Linked DNA regions of Gossypium arboreum: region 1 is linked to region 2. Evidence: chromatin contacts called from public Hi-C data. All regions are on one chromosome and are shown on one strand. The core of a region is the stretch at or near the end of the contact, and the rest is flanking DNA. Distances in the headings are between cores, read along the strand shown.

Evidence for each region. A called contact is a pair of places that touch in the nucleus more often than the background predicts.
Region 1: a contact with region 2 is called in a Hi-C map of leaf, with 3 times the contacts expected there. The contact joins the promoter of LOC108473011 here to the enhancer-like site in region 2. A contact is called at or near these places in 2 of 5 Hi-C or Micro-C datasets (both in leaf).

The regions. Positions count from the first base shown.
Region 1 is chr10:6,032,461-6,038,118 of ASM2569848v2, reverse strand. LOC108473011 (protein DEEPER ROOTING 1-like) reads right to left here and starts at 3,023. Exons shown (of 5, transcript XM_017774583.2): 1 at 2,768-3,023; 2 at 2,615-2,687; 3 at 1,989-2,542; 4 at 1,733-1,910; 5 at 1,600-1,619. The coding sequence starts at 2,773. The coding sequence ends at 1,600.
Region 2 is chr10:5,925,797-5,932,314 of ASM2569848v2, reverse strand. No RefSeq gene overlaps it. Among protein-coding and RNA genes, the nearest start is that of LOC128281376, 44 kb to the right of the region's middle. Within about 2 kb of position 2,349, at least 2 of the 2 cell types and tissues checked have an H3K27ac peak or open chromatin away from gene starts, as enhancers often do. A contact at or near this core is called in leaf, where this site is marked.

The sequences.
Region 1 (5,658 bases), core at 1,774-4,273, 110 kb before region 2:
TCTATGTGAAAATGTATTTTAAAAAAACATGTTAGTTTGCTATAAGTTTAATTTGATTGTTCAAGTACAGGCCCAATCAGAGAATTGAATAGACAAAGAAACAAATAACAAAGTCAAAGAAGGTAAAGAGATTCACACATGATTGTTTGTTTAATGCAGTTTGGAGATAGTATTACTTTGCAGTGTTTCACTCAATGAATGATTTTTATTTTAATAATCTTTCGAATCAACTATTAGTTAAAGTACAATCTACAATTACATAAAAAATTAATTGCAGCCCCAACACAAGTGTGCAAAAATACAACCTGCTAAAAGCACTCCAAAAAAACACATTCAAATGTGTGGCATAACAACCTATTTATAGGCTAAAATTGACTTCTTCTCCATGTAGTTTTGATAAAGTAGAAATCTCAATTTTAATGTGAATATAACTTCTTGATAAATTTCCAATAATTATCCAAAATAAAGTAGAATTAATCTCCTTAAAAACAACCATAAAACATGTCTTTGAGATTAAGAAAAACTCTCACCATAATCAAGTGATTAAGTCTTTAATTGATCAGGTAACTAAACAATCATTGTTGGACAATTTTGGCTCTAATAATATCTCATGAAAATATATATTTATTGGATATTTATATAAAAGACTTTTCTGTTAGTGATTTCTTCTGATTTATTTGAAGTTTAAAAATTAAAAAAAAAAAATTGTTCTACACCATCGAATCTATTGTTTCAATTTTATAATTTATTTTATCTATTGAGTCAGGCGTGGATGGTGTAGCTTTGCAAATGAGAAGTAGACCTTAAAGGACTTTTGGTTTGGGCCTCATCCTGAGCCTTGACAAAGACATGGCTTAGTTATGCTGTATTATCAATATTCAGTCCCTAAAAAGAAATCTTCACATGAACCTTTGTCTTGAGGGAGGGACCAGGAAAGAAATGCAGAATTGATGAGAGTTTTTAAGGTCCTCTCTCAGCTAATCTGACTTTGGTCCCAACCTTAGTCTTCAACTTTTATTTCAACCTTAGTCCTCTCTCAGTTAATCTGATTTTAGTTCAACATTTAATACTTTAGTGGTAAACAATAACATTCCATCCAAAGCTTAATTTTTATTGAAATATTATTTGCACAGTCAAGGTGTTCCACAAATCTCAATAATTGCTTATCAATTCAAAATATTATTCACCTCTAAATTCATCTTACAAAAGGTGAAGTTAAAAAAACAAAGAAAAAGAAAAAGTGGGTCAAGAAAAACAGGATATAAAAAATAATGTCTAGCTGTGCTTAGTGCCAATACAGATATCCATTGCAGATATCTCAGAAACATGGCTTGCACTGCATCCACAGTTACAATCATGTAAAAAAGGGGAAGCACAGCTAGTACAAACAGACATTCTTGTCTGAATCGTACACCCTTTTTTTTGTTTGTTTGTTTGTCCTGTAATACTTTTGAGCCACCCACCAGATATAGAATTTATTCATGGATTTACCCCTTCCAAATTACTCTCCTGAACCATTCAAGGCAGCTATTCCAGTTCTTGACTCCTACATCTTACCTTTGTAATCTTGGCGCTTTCAACTATGTAGGTAGGTTGATTTTATATCTCTAGAACAATATCTGCAATATGGAAAATAAAAAAATTATTATTATTTATTTAGAGGTTTACTCTGTATACATGTTTTTGCTAATAATTAACTTTATTATGAAAATCCCAAGATGGAATTACTTACATTCAGAATCTGTTTTCACCCATTTACCTCCATCTTCACTCTTTCTCTCCAGTGTTTCATTTTCATCTGGAATTTTTTGCCTTTTGTGTGTTTGCTTGTCCTCCAAGTATTTCTTCATTGATGATTCTCTAGTTGGATTTTGACTGTAAATCTTCTTGTGAAGCATTACCCTCAAAAGCTGCATTGTGATTTAAGAAAAACCAATCAATCAAAGAAAATATTTTCAGTTAACTAAAGCTTTTACCATGAATTTTACCTTCTCCATTCTTGATTCTTGTAGCGTATCTCTCAAAGTTGGTGTAGGTGGAAATCCACCTGAACAAACAAACATCTTCTTCAAAAGGAAAGAAATTGATTTCTTCCCAATGGCCTTTTTCTTATTATCTTCACCACATATGTCTTTACATCTGCCGAGGATAATGCTAATGGTTCGATCGATGTCTTCCTCCGATCTATCCCCTGCATCACTGCAAACCGCATTGCTAAACCTTCTATCCACTTCCAAGCTTGATGGACAATTAAGAAATCTATCCAATGGTAAACTTGCTACTTCTTTTTTTGTGTCGGGGTTCGGTTTTCGGGACAAGAGTTTCGTTAGTTCCTTTTGTAGTTTCCCGACTTCTTCGACCGTGAACTCTTGTAAATCATTGGACGAACATGGCTCTTGGTCTTGAATCTCAATGGGATCCTGTTGAATGGTGCTTTGGGATTCAGGGTTTTCTTTAAGCTCGTTGTTACCAAATGTCCCTATTGCTAACAGTCCATGTGGCCAATCACTGAACTCCTCTCGAGGCTCTTGTTTCATATGATCTACAACAGAAAAAGAAAAATGTTACACTATGTGCTTAGACATGACTTAATTCAGACAACAGCAATGCTTACAAGTAGCAGATATTGTATTTGATTTGCTGGTTCCTTGTTTCCCATTGAGCTTATTTTGCATCCAACCAAAGAACTGTAATCAAACATTTCATAAATTTGATATCATTACATGATATATATGACATCTAGATTGAAAATCATGACAAAACATACCTTCATTTTTTTCAGATATGTGGAGCAGGACAAGCTAAAGAGAATGGAAGGGAATGAAAATGGGGGAGGTTTTTGTAATGAAAATTTGAAATCAAGTGGAGAATGTATATTAGAAAACTAAGTAGATCTCAAAAGCCAATGAGAAATGAACTTGGAAAAAAGGGATTGTATTTTGATGAATTTCATGAAATATTGGTTCAAGTTCCTATAAACAGCGGCCTTTCTGCAACTAATGTATTCATTCCCCCACCACAACTTTGAAGACATTCTCTTCCAAATATATACACTATGGATGTATGCATGTATGTATGTAAAGTCCACATCTATGGGGATACCATGGGTCTGGAACATCCTGTTTAGTCCAATGAATGGCCAAAAATGCTGATTTCAAGACAAAAAGTTCTAGTAAAAGTCTTTTAAGTCTCAATCTCTATAACTTATCATCAAACGGCTGTGGCAGTGACACAATGAAACATCTTTTCTCTTTCCCCTGGAAAAAGGGTTTACAACGACAAGCTGTAATATGATAATATATAAACGAATCTTGTGTTAAACATTGTTTCCTTTTGATACTAAGTGTTGGGCTTGCACATGTTCTATAAACTAGGATGGATTAAAATAATGTTGGAGATTAGTTAAAGTAATACGAATGCTTAAAGTGATTTTGTTGATCTCAGTAGTGGTTATTTGGAGGAAAAGGACAACATTGTCAGATAACATGCTGGAATTCTCAAGCAAAACCTTTGCATGTATGGAACCATCATCGTAGCTATCTATTTTCTCTTGTATAATTTCATTGATTTGCAATGCCTTTCCAACTATAAAACAATAAAATATTATTTTGTTTTTATTTTCAAGGCTCTCTCATGATTTTCCTACCAATTACATTAAAACACATTTTTTTGAAATCTTAATAAGAAAAAGAATATGCTTTTTTAAATAAATAAAGCATCCATGATTTTTAATTGGTGAGTGGTGTCATCCATGATGTTATGTATATTAACGTGGCTATGTTAATGACCTCGATTAAGCGTAATTAAGAACACAATTAGCTATGTGTAGGATGTTCTTTGGTTGGATTGCTAAACCGATGCACGAAGGGGATATCCCTTCAAGACCTAATTTAATATTTAATAAAACCAAATTAATATCACTCTGTAAGTTAGTCATGGACTTCTTTTTCTTTTTTTTTTTTCTCTCTCATAAAAGATTTCATATTTATTTCTTAAACAATTTTATTTTTATTTTCCTTTATAAAAATAAATAATTAAAATTGGCCATACTCATCATTCAAATATAAAGATTAAAGTTAAACAAAATCTATTAATATATACCCTAATTGATGAAATCCTCGAGATGCAATAAGAGAATGAAAAGGAATGATCGCTGCCACCAAGATTATTTAAGAGCAAAGCCATGTGAGTTATTGTAAAAAGTAGGTGTCTAGGGTTTAGGAACCAAGCTAAAATCTGGAAAATCTTACTAATTCTGGAATCTTTAGGAACTTTGACTTTACATCAAACCAAGGCATGAGCTGATGTGGAACTCAACCCTCCATGCATTTGACTACCTCCTCAACATTTAAAATTATTATTTTTTGACAAATAATTAACTTTAATTTTAAACCTAAAATAATGGGGTTTGTTTTCCATTGAGATTAACTAAAGGTTAAGGGCCATGATAATAGACCACATACTCTTTTTTTTTTATAAAGTACTTATTTTTCTTTAATTGGATAATATTGAAACGATAAATTAAATTCAATCATGATATATATTGAAAATAAAATAAATTATTGTGAATAGATAAAAATTTTAAAACTAAGATAAAACTGTAGTTCAAACTTTTTGTATAATTATTATTAAATAAAAAATTGATGAACTTCACAGGTTGAGTTGGTAAAACATTTTATTATTCAAAAAATTTACAAATTAATAGTTTTATTTCTAAACTATTAGTTGTTTGGGTTGGGCCATTACTTTTAGATTTACGTATAGTTTGAATATTTGGGATGCCCGTGTGCTTATTTTTCCTTTCTTTTTCTTATAAAACAAACATTATTTTAAGTTTATATATTGTATGCATAAAAATATTATTGAATATTGATGTATTTATTTTTTTAAATGTGTATAATTGAATCAAAATCAAAATTATATATATATTTAAAATACAATAAAAATTTCATATATATAACTACACCAGATCAAAATTCAAATATCAAAATACACATCAAATTAAAATTCCAAAATATGTTATTTACATCTACAAAGGAATAAAATTGAAATATTGTAAACTTTTTTAATGTAGCATAAAATGCTTGAAACCTGACCAATGATTCCAGTGATGTTGTTCTTTAAGGCAATATTTGATGCTATCTTATCCTCAAAAGAACAACTTTTGAAGTAAATAAATATACGTGGTTATATTAACACCTATGATAGTTGATGAAAGTCGCAGAATCTTATGCATATTAACTCATCAGAAATACAATGATTGAATCTATATTGAAAATGAAGGGAATAACTTTATGTAAGTGTCAATGTTTTGTTTTGTAATGGGGTATATTTCAGAGAACAATAATATAATTTGAATTCAGTCATTAGGCTCTATATTAGGTATATGAGTTGATACATAGAATTAATAAAGAGGGAATAAAGAGGAGCAGATGATAGTGATTTGAGGACCGATTCATTTATGATAGATGGAGAGTCAGAATATTAGGTTGAAGGAAGAGGAGGAGGAGAGGAGAGAAAGGAGAAAGTTGGGAGACTTAAGGTTTCTTAAAAAGGAAGAAAGATTGACTCTTAGTCTTTGTGCTTCGGGGTATATATAGGGGAAGGTCCCCTATTGGTAATGTCATGTCAACGAGCTAGCAGAGGGTGCGATTGGAC
Region 2 (6,518 bases), core at 1,100-3,599:
TCCTGTTTTAGCTCTTCATCATCCATAACCCATTCCCCTTCTTGATATTTCAGGGCAAGAATACGATTATGCTTCCTTCTCTGAAGAGTTCTCTTATGAAAAAAATCTTGTGTTGCAATCTCCAAAAACAAACCAATCACACCTAATCTTCTGTATCCATAAAAGTTCCTCATGATGTAACAATGTCTCAAGTTCTTCTCGAGTTTCTAGCTCAACCTGATTTAAAAAGGCCGAGTTATTCCGATCAATCACCTTTTGGATATTATCCAGCTTTTTCTTCAAAAAATTCTTTCACTGCATAATGTGTCCATAAACCTCCTTATTCCATAATTTAACTTGATCAGTGAAGGTAGCATAAGCATTCAACATATTTCTCGTAAACCTCCAATTCATCTTCACAAACTCAGAAAACCCCAGATGCTCAACTCAGCCAGCCAGAAAACGAAAAGGTCTCTTAGAGGAAGGTTGAATTTCTAGCATAATAGAAAGCTTGAGCGGCCTATGATCAGATTTAAGTTTCTGAAGATGAAAAATCTTAGATAAAGGAAACTTTAGATTCCAAGCTTCGTTGCAAATTGCCCTGTCTAGTCTCTTAAAAACTCCCCCTCCATTCCAAGTAAAGTTAGGACCACTAAATCCCAGATCATGCAGCCTCAGGGAGTCCATGAACTCACTAAAAAGAGCACACCTTTTACCAACAGCCCGACCACCTCTTTTTTCACACAAATTGAGAATAACATTGAAATCACCAATCGCAAGCCACGGAGTCTCGTCCACTAGTACAATATATTTGAGAGCATCCTATAATTCCTTCCGCTTTTGGCTATTAGGGCTGCCATAAACAAAAGTGACCAATACCGGTCGTCGAAAATACTTTCCAAAAATTCTAAGAGTAATAAACTGAGAATGGTTACCCAAATTCCTCCAGAATAACCAACAGCCTGCACATGATGTGAGAATTCAAACCCGAGCTTAGCAATAACAGAATCAGCTTTAGAACCACTAACCCTTGTTTCTAAAAGACCAACTAAGTCAGGCTTATGCTCTCTATTATATTCCCAAAAAATACGAGGAAATTTTAGGCTAGCACAACCTTGACAATTCCAACAAAAAATAGTAAAGTTCATATTTAAAATAAAAAATTAAAAAATAACAAAATAAAGATACCACCAAATCATTTGGGTGCGGGTCTAGGATCACTAGTCTGACTCTCAATATTTCCTCTGATTATATCTGCTCTAGTCTCAACTTGCGACTTGACAAGATTAACCATGGAGCTAATAGCTTTTGTCAACGGAATTTTAGAAATTCTCGCATTTTTTAATTTACCTTCTTTTTCTTTGAACGAACGATTAAGAGAGGCTCCACCACAGTTATTAGCAATTTTAATCTCTGAAACACGTCCTCTGGAAATAGAAAAAGATTTGTTAGTATTAACTAAAATATTTTTCTTGTTACCTTTTTGCGTTTTAATCTCATTATTTCCCTTGAAAATAAATGCCGAATGATGCTTGGGATCTAAAAATTTTGTGTCTAATTTGACAACAGAGTCATTCAGGCCTTTAAACATAGGATTATTGTGAATTAAATTATGACCTCTATTTTCAGAGGCACCCGAATGTACATTTGTAGTTTCCTGGTCAAAACCAATATTAGCAGAAAGGCCACTTGGACCCTATTTGTCCAAATTAGGATTCTGATCCTTAAATAAAGACTTATCCAGACCACCAAGGTTAAGTCCATTTAAAGACACATGACCATCTGGCCCAGTTCTTCCACCCCTTGGCCTACCACGCTGAATGTCCATCGGCCTGCTTGTTTGCGCCTTACCCTCTTTCAGACGCAAAGCACCTGCATTCGACAAAAAGGAAATATAATTAAAAAGGAGAAGATTAATAGGTAGGTCCTTATCTTTTTGAATAAAATCCTCTGGCCCCATAGGTCTTTTCCCCTGAGCCTTAGAAAAATTATAATCTTTTAAAATATTTTGCCCAACAAGACTTGGCCCGCTATTCCCTTTGTCCCAGAATAGGCCTAACCGACTTTCTCAAATTCCCTTCTTCTTCACGACCCAAACTAGATGAGTAGCCCGATTCTCCCTTAGAAGAACCCCTATTTTCATTCAACAAATTCCCCACAGTTACTTGGTCGTTCCCCTCTTCAGTCAACCCCCCATCAGCTCCAATAATATCTCCCCCTGAGATACCATCCACCATTAATGGCGCAAATCTGGAACCCAACGGGTTCTTTCCAAGTTTCACATCTCCTTTAGCCCGACAGTCCCGTTTACCCCGCCGTGATTTTCTCTCTGCTAACATCCATGGTCCATAATCGGCGCTCTTTCCATTACTGACTTCTCCAACACCTTCCCTGTGAGCCACCGCATTTTCAGTCACCGGCCTCTCTAAAGGTACCTTAACACTCACCGTCGGGCACGGTTCTTTAACATGCCCGTACTTTTCGCAACTAAAGCAGACCGTCGGGAGCGCCTCGTATTCGACCCGTTGTATGGTTCCATCAACCAAAACTTTTGTAATTCCATTCAAATTACTAACTTTTGTAATTATATGATCAGATACATTAGTGTTTTCAAATTTAATGGACAGGCGAGCAGTTAGGGCAAGTGCCCGGCTCTAAAATCGAAATATTTTTTATCTAGGTTTTTTAAAATTTTAACTTAGTAAAAATAAAATTACACTATAATCTCTTAAAATTATAAAAATTTAATTTAATATTTTAAAAATTATAAAGATATAACCTATTAAAATAATGAAATTACATTTGTATTATTGTGAAAATTACGATTTAATTTCGCTCCCTTCAAATAATTTCTTACTTCGCCCCTATTAATGGATAATTTTAGGGTGTATTTGGATGAGAGATTTGTTGGAGGTATTTCATTTGTAACAAGCTTTTCAAAATTCAAAATCTGAATTAACATATTAGGATAAATATTTTAAAATTTTAAAATTTTTGAGTAATTTTAAGAGAGGGTTTTATTAGCTCAATTTCCTTTTTCAAATTTGACCTAAAATGATGGATTTTTTTAATTTCTCATATTTTTATTTGATTTAATACACGTTGTCCTGCTATAATATAAGAACTTAAACTTCAAAAATAAATTTTATTTAATTCTAATATATATTTTAAGTTTTATTCTTTTAAAACTAGTTATAAAATTATACAAATACAATGATATTCATATTGATTTTTATATTATTTATTGTAATACAATTATTCTTCTTTTCTAATTAATTTTAATTTTAAAATTTCAATAACTTAGCTTTTCTTAAATTTCGATTACAAATGTATTTTGAATTGATGGGTTCTAAAATACTAACATTTTAAAATCTCAAAATTTTAAATTTCATCGTCCAAACAATCTCTAAGTATATAAAATCGCTAATTTTGGTAATATTATTCTTACCTTAATTTAATTATATATATTTATAGTATACAATTAGTATTTGAAGTTTTTTAATTTATATATACTTTTAGTATCCTCCGTATTTAATTTACCGTCCATGTTTAGGATTCAAACTATAATTCATGATAATATTGTCTTCAAAATTTGAATCTGCATTTCTCATTGGAATGTAATACATCTTACCATTATACCTAACACTTTACCATAAATGAAAATAAGCATCATTTATCTTTATATCTCGTGGAATAATATTATTCTTTTAATTATGACATAATTTATAGTATTTGAAAATTTTAATCTAAAAAAATTATATTATGAAAATATAAGATGAATAAAAGTAATTTTATTTTTAAATATTAAAAATAATTTTATTTTCATATTCCTAATAATTATATATTTTAAACTTATAAATTGAAAAGAACTAAATTAAATACATCAGAAATCAAAATATATTTAAATAATTACAGGTCAAAGGAAGTAACCATTTAGAATCATTAACTTTTGGGTTTTTATAAAAGTAACGACTAATTATGAAAATGACCCAACTTATCAAAATATATTTAAATATTTCATGTCAAAGGAAGTAACCATTTAGAATCATTGACTTTTGGGTTTCTTTTTTTTTTATAAAAGTAACATAAATTCTGTGACTAATTATAAAAATCACCCAACTTAAATATTATGTATGTAAATGACCCAATTTTTACTGTGTTCTTCAGTGTTGCCCGACATACCGACAACATCGACCCTCATCATCGACCAATGATTGTATTTTTTAAAAAAATATATAAATTTTTAGTGGTGTTGCGGGATAAATTGGCGGCACCAAACTGAAGTTTGATTATATAAAATGTTTAGGGACTTAATGAGGTAATTACCCTTTTTAAATTGGCTGAAAATGTGGTGCCCTATGTTGAGATGTTTCAACTTTTAGTTTATTTGCATGTTAGGTCTGTCTCCTTTTAAAATTAAATTTTAATAGCCTTTAAAAATGATAAGAATAACAGAATTAAACCCTTATCAAATTTTTTAATTTTTTTAAACAATAAACTTAAAAAATTATAGAAAATCCCAAATATATGCCTAAAAAAATTTCCTTAAATTTATCTAAATTCAAATATTTTCGTTCCGTTAGGGATGTAGTGTATGTTTTGCCAGTTCAAGAAAAAAAAATCATATATAGAAAGTAAATTCATCTAACGCTCCGCGAATAGTAGTGTTTGTTCATCAATTCAATGAATAGTTAAGTCAATTCGTTCACATACAATTATATGTCTGTTCACGAAAGTGTTATGTATCTATTTTTTAAAAAGACATCTCTTTTCAACAAATATATAAAGGACTTGGTATTAAGGTTATGACCACGGTTCTTAAAAAATCAACTAGAAATTCTTATTACTTTTTTTTTTATATTTCAGTATTTACTACCGTTTGTAAACATGGAAAATCAAGAGCAAGGAAGACAAAGCTTTTCAAAGCACTTGACTCAAAACGAAGTAAAAGATCGTATCATATTCTTCTCTTACACTGATGTTGCCCCATTCTTTGAGTTTCAAGAAGGTCGTCTATTTTTCGTGGATGTTACGGATAGTCTAGGAAAAGCATGGACATTTATAGGTACATTTTATGCGAACCCAGAAGTTGGTAAGTATGTATCAATAAAATGCCCACAATTTTCAAGTGAGAAAGGATTGAAAGCTAACGACGAAGTTATATTTACGGAAAGGCCCCGACGTGAAGGTGATGCACCTTGGAAGAAATTCAATGTTATAATCAAGAGAAAAATTAGATTATTTGGGCAAGACATTTGGAGAGAACTTAAGGTGTAAATTTTGAAGTAAAAATTTATGCGTTTAATGTACCAAATATTTCATAATATTTAATAAAACTCATGGTTGTTAATTTTAATTATTCACTATCAATTTTTAATTCTATATTTTCATGGGTGAGTAATATATATTGAAATAAATTCCTAGGTATTAGCATTTGTAATATATTTGGTGAAAAGTATCCTCTCCTCATTTAAAGAAAAACAATCTTTTTATTAAAAATGTATTAATCAATTTTTAAATTATTTTAATACCCTATTTTGTGATTGCATTTATAAAATAACAGTCAAGATTTCATATAAATTTCTCAGTTTTAAAACAAAACCAAAATTTTATTATTTCTATATTTAAATCACTTTAGGTGAAAAATATATATAATATGGCTTAGTTTGGATGGATTTGGAAAAGATTCAACTGGTGAATATATGTGATCCAACTATGGTGATCCAACTATACTAAACAAGTGGGGTGTTTGTTCTTCATATTCATCCCATCCACTGGTTTGAATTTCTTCCAATGGAATTGAAAACCAATCTATTTCCTTAGCATTGTCTTTCTCTCCATCCTCATCATAGTAACTGACTTTATTTTCGAGAAAAGTTTTGGATCAATTTCAGAATTCCAGTCAACATCGTCGATAAACAAATCTGTTGCATTACTTGGCAACTTATTCTTGCAAGGAAAACCATAATAAATTCCCCAGAATCTTTGTTTCGCTTCCTGGAAAGCTGTTAAACCAACAGAATCATCTCACTCGAACACCTTGTCATGTTCATACAAATTCTTTTTTGCTTCAACAAATCTTTCCCATGGCATTGCACCCACTTCGATGCATAATGTTTTCTCCCATGCAGGCAATGGTTCACCTTCCTCTTTGACGATATGACATTTTTCTGTTTGAAAAAAAAAAGAAAATTAATATAAGAAAGATGAATATAATGTTGGTAAAATATGATGGAATTTGAAGCTTTAAGGAAAGTAGAATTGTGAAAATGACTAATAGAAAATCCTTTATATAAATACCAAATAGATGTATCTTTCCATAAAATATAATGTATCTTTTGACAAGATACCCTTTTATAGGGTTATATTGTTTTATAAATTAATTTTGTATAAGATTATGTCTTTGTATGATAATCTTATGTACAAAGTTATGTCTATAAAATATTATTATTCATTAATTAATAAGTATAATATATTTTATTTTTCTAGATAAGTAAAATTAAAAATTATAAACATTCTTTTCATCATATTTACATTTT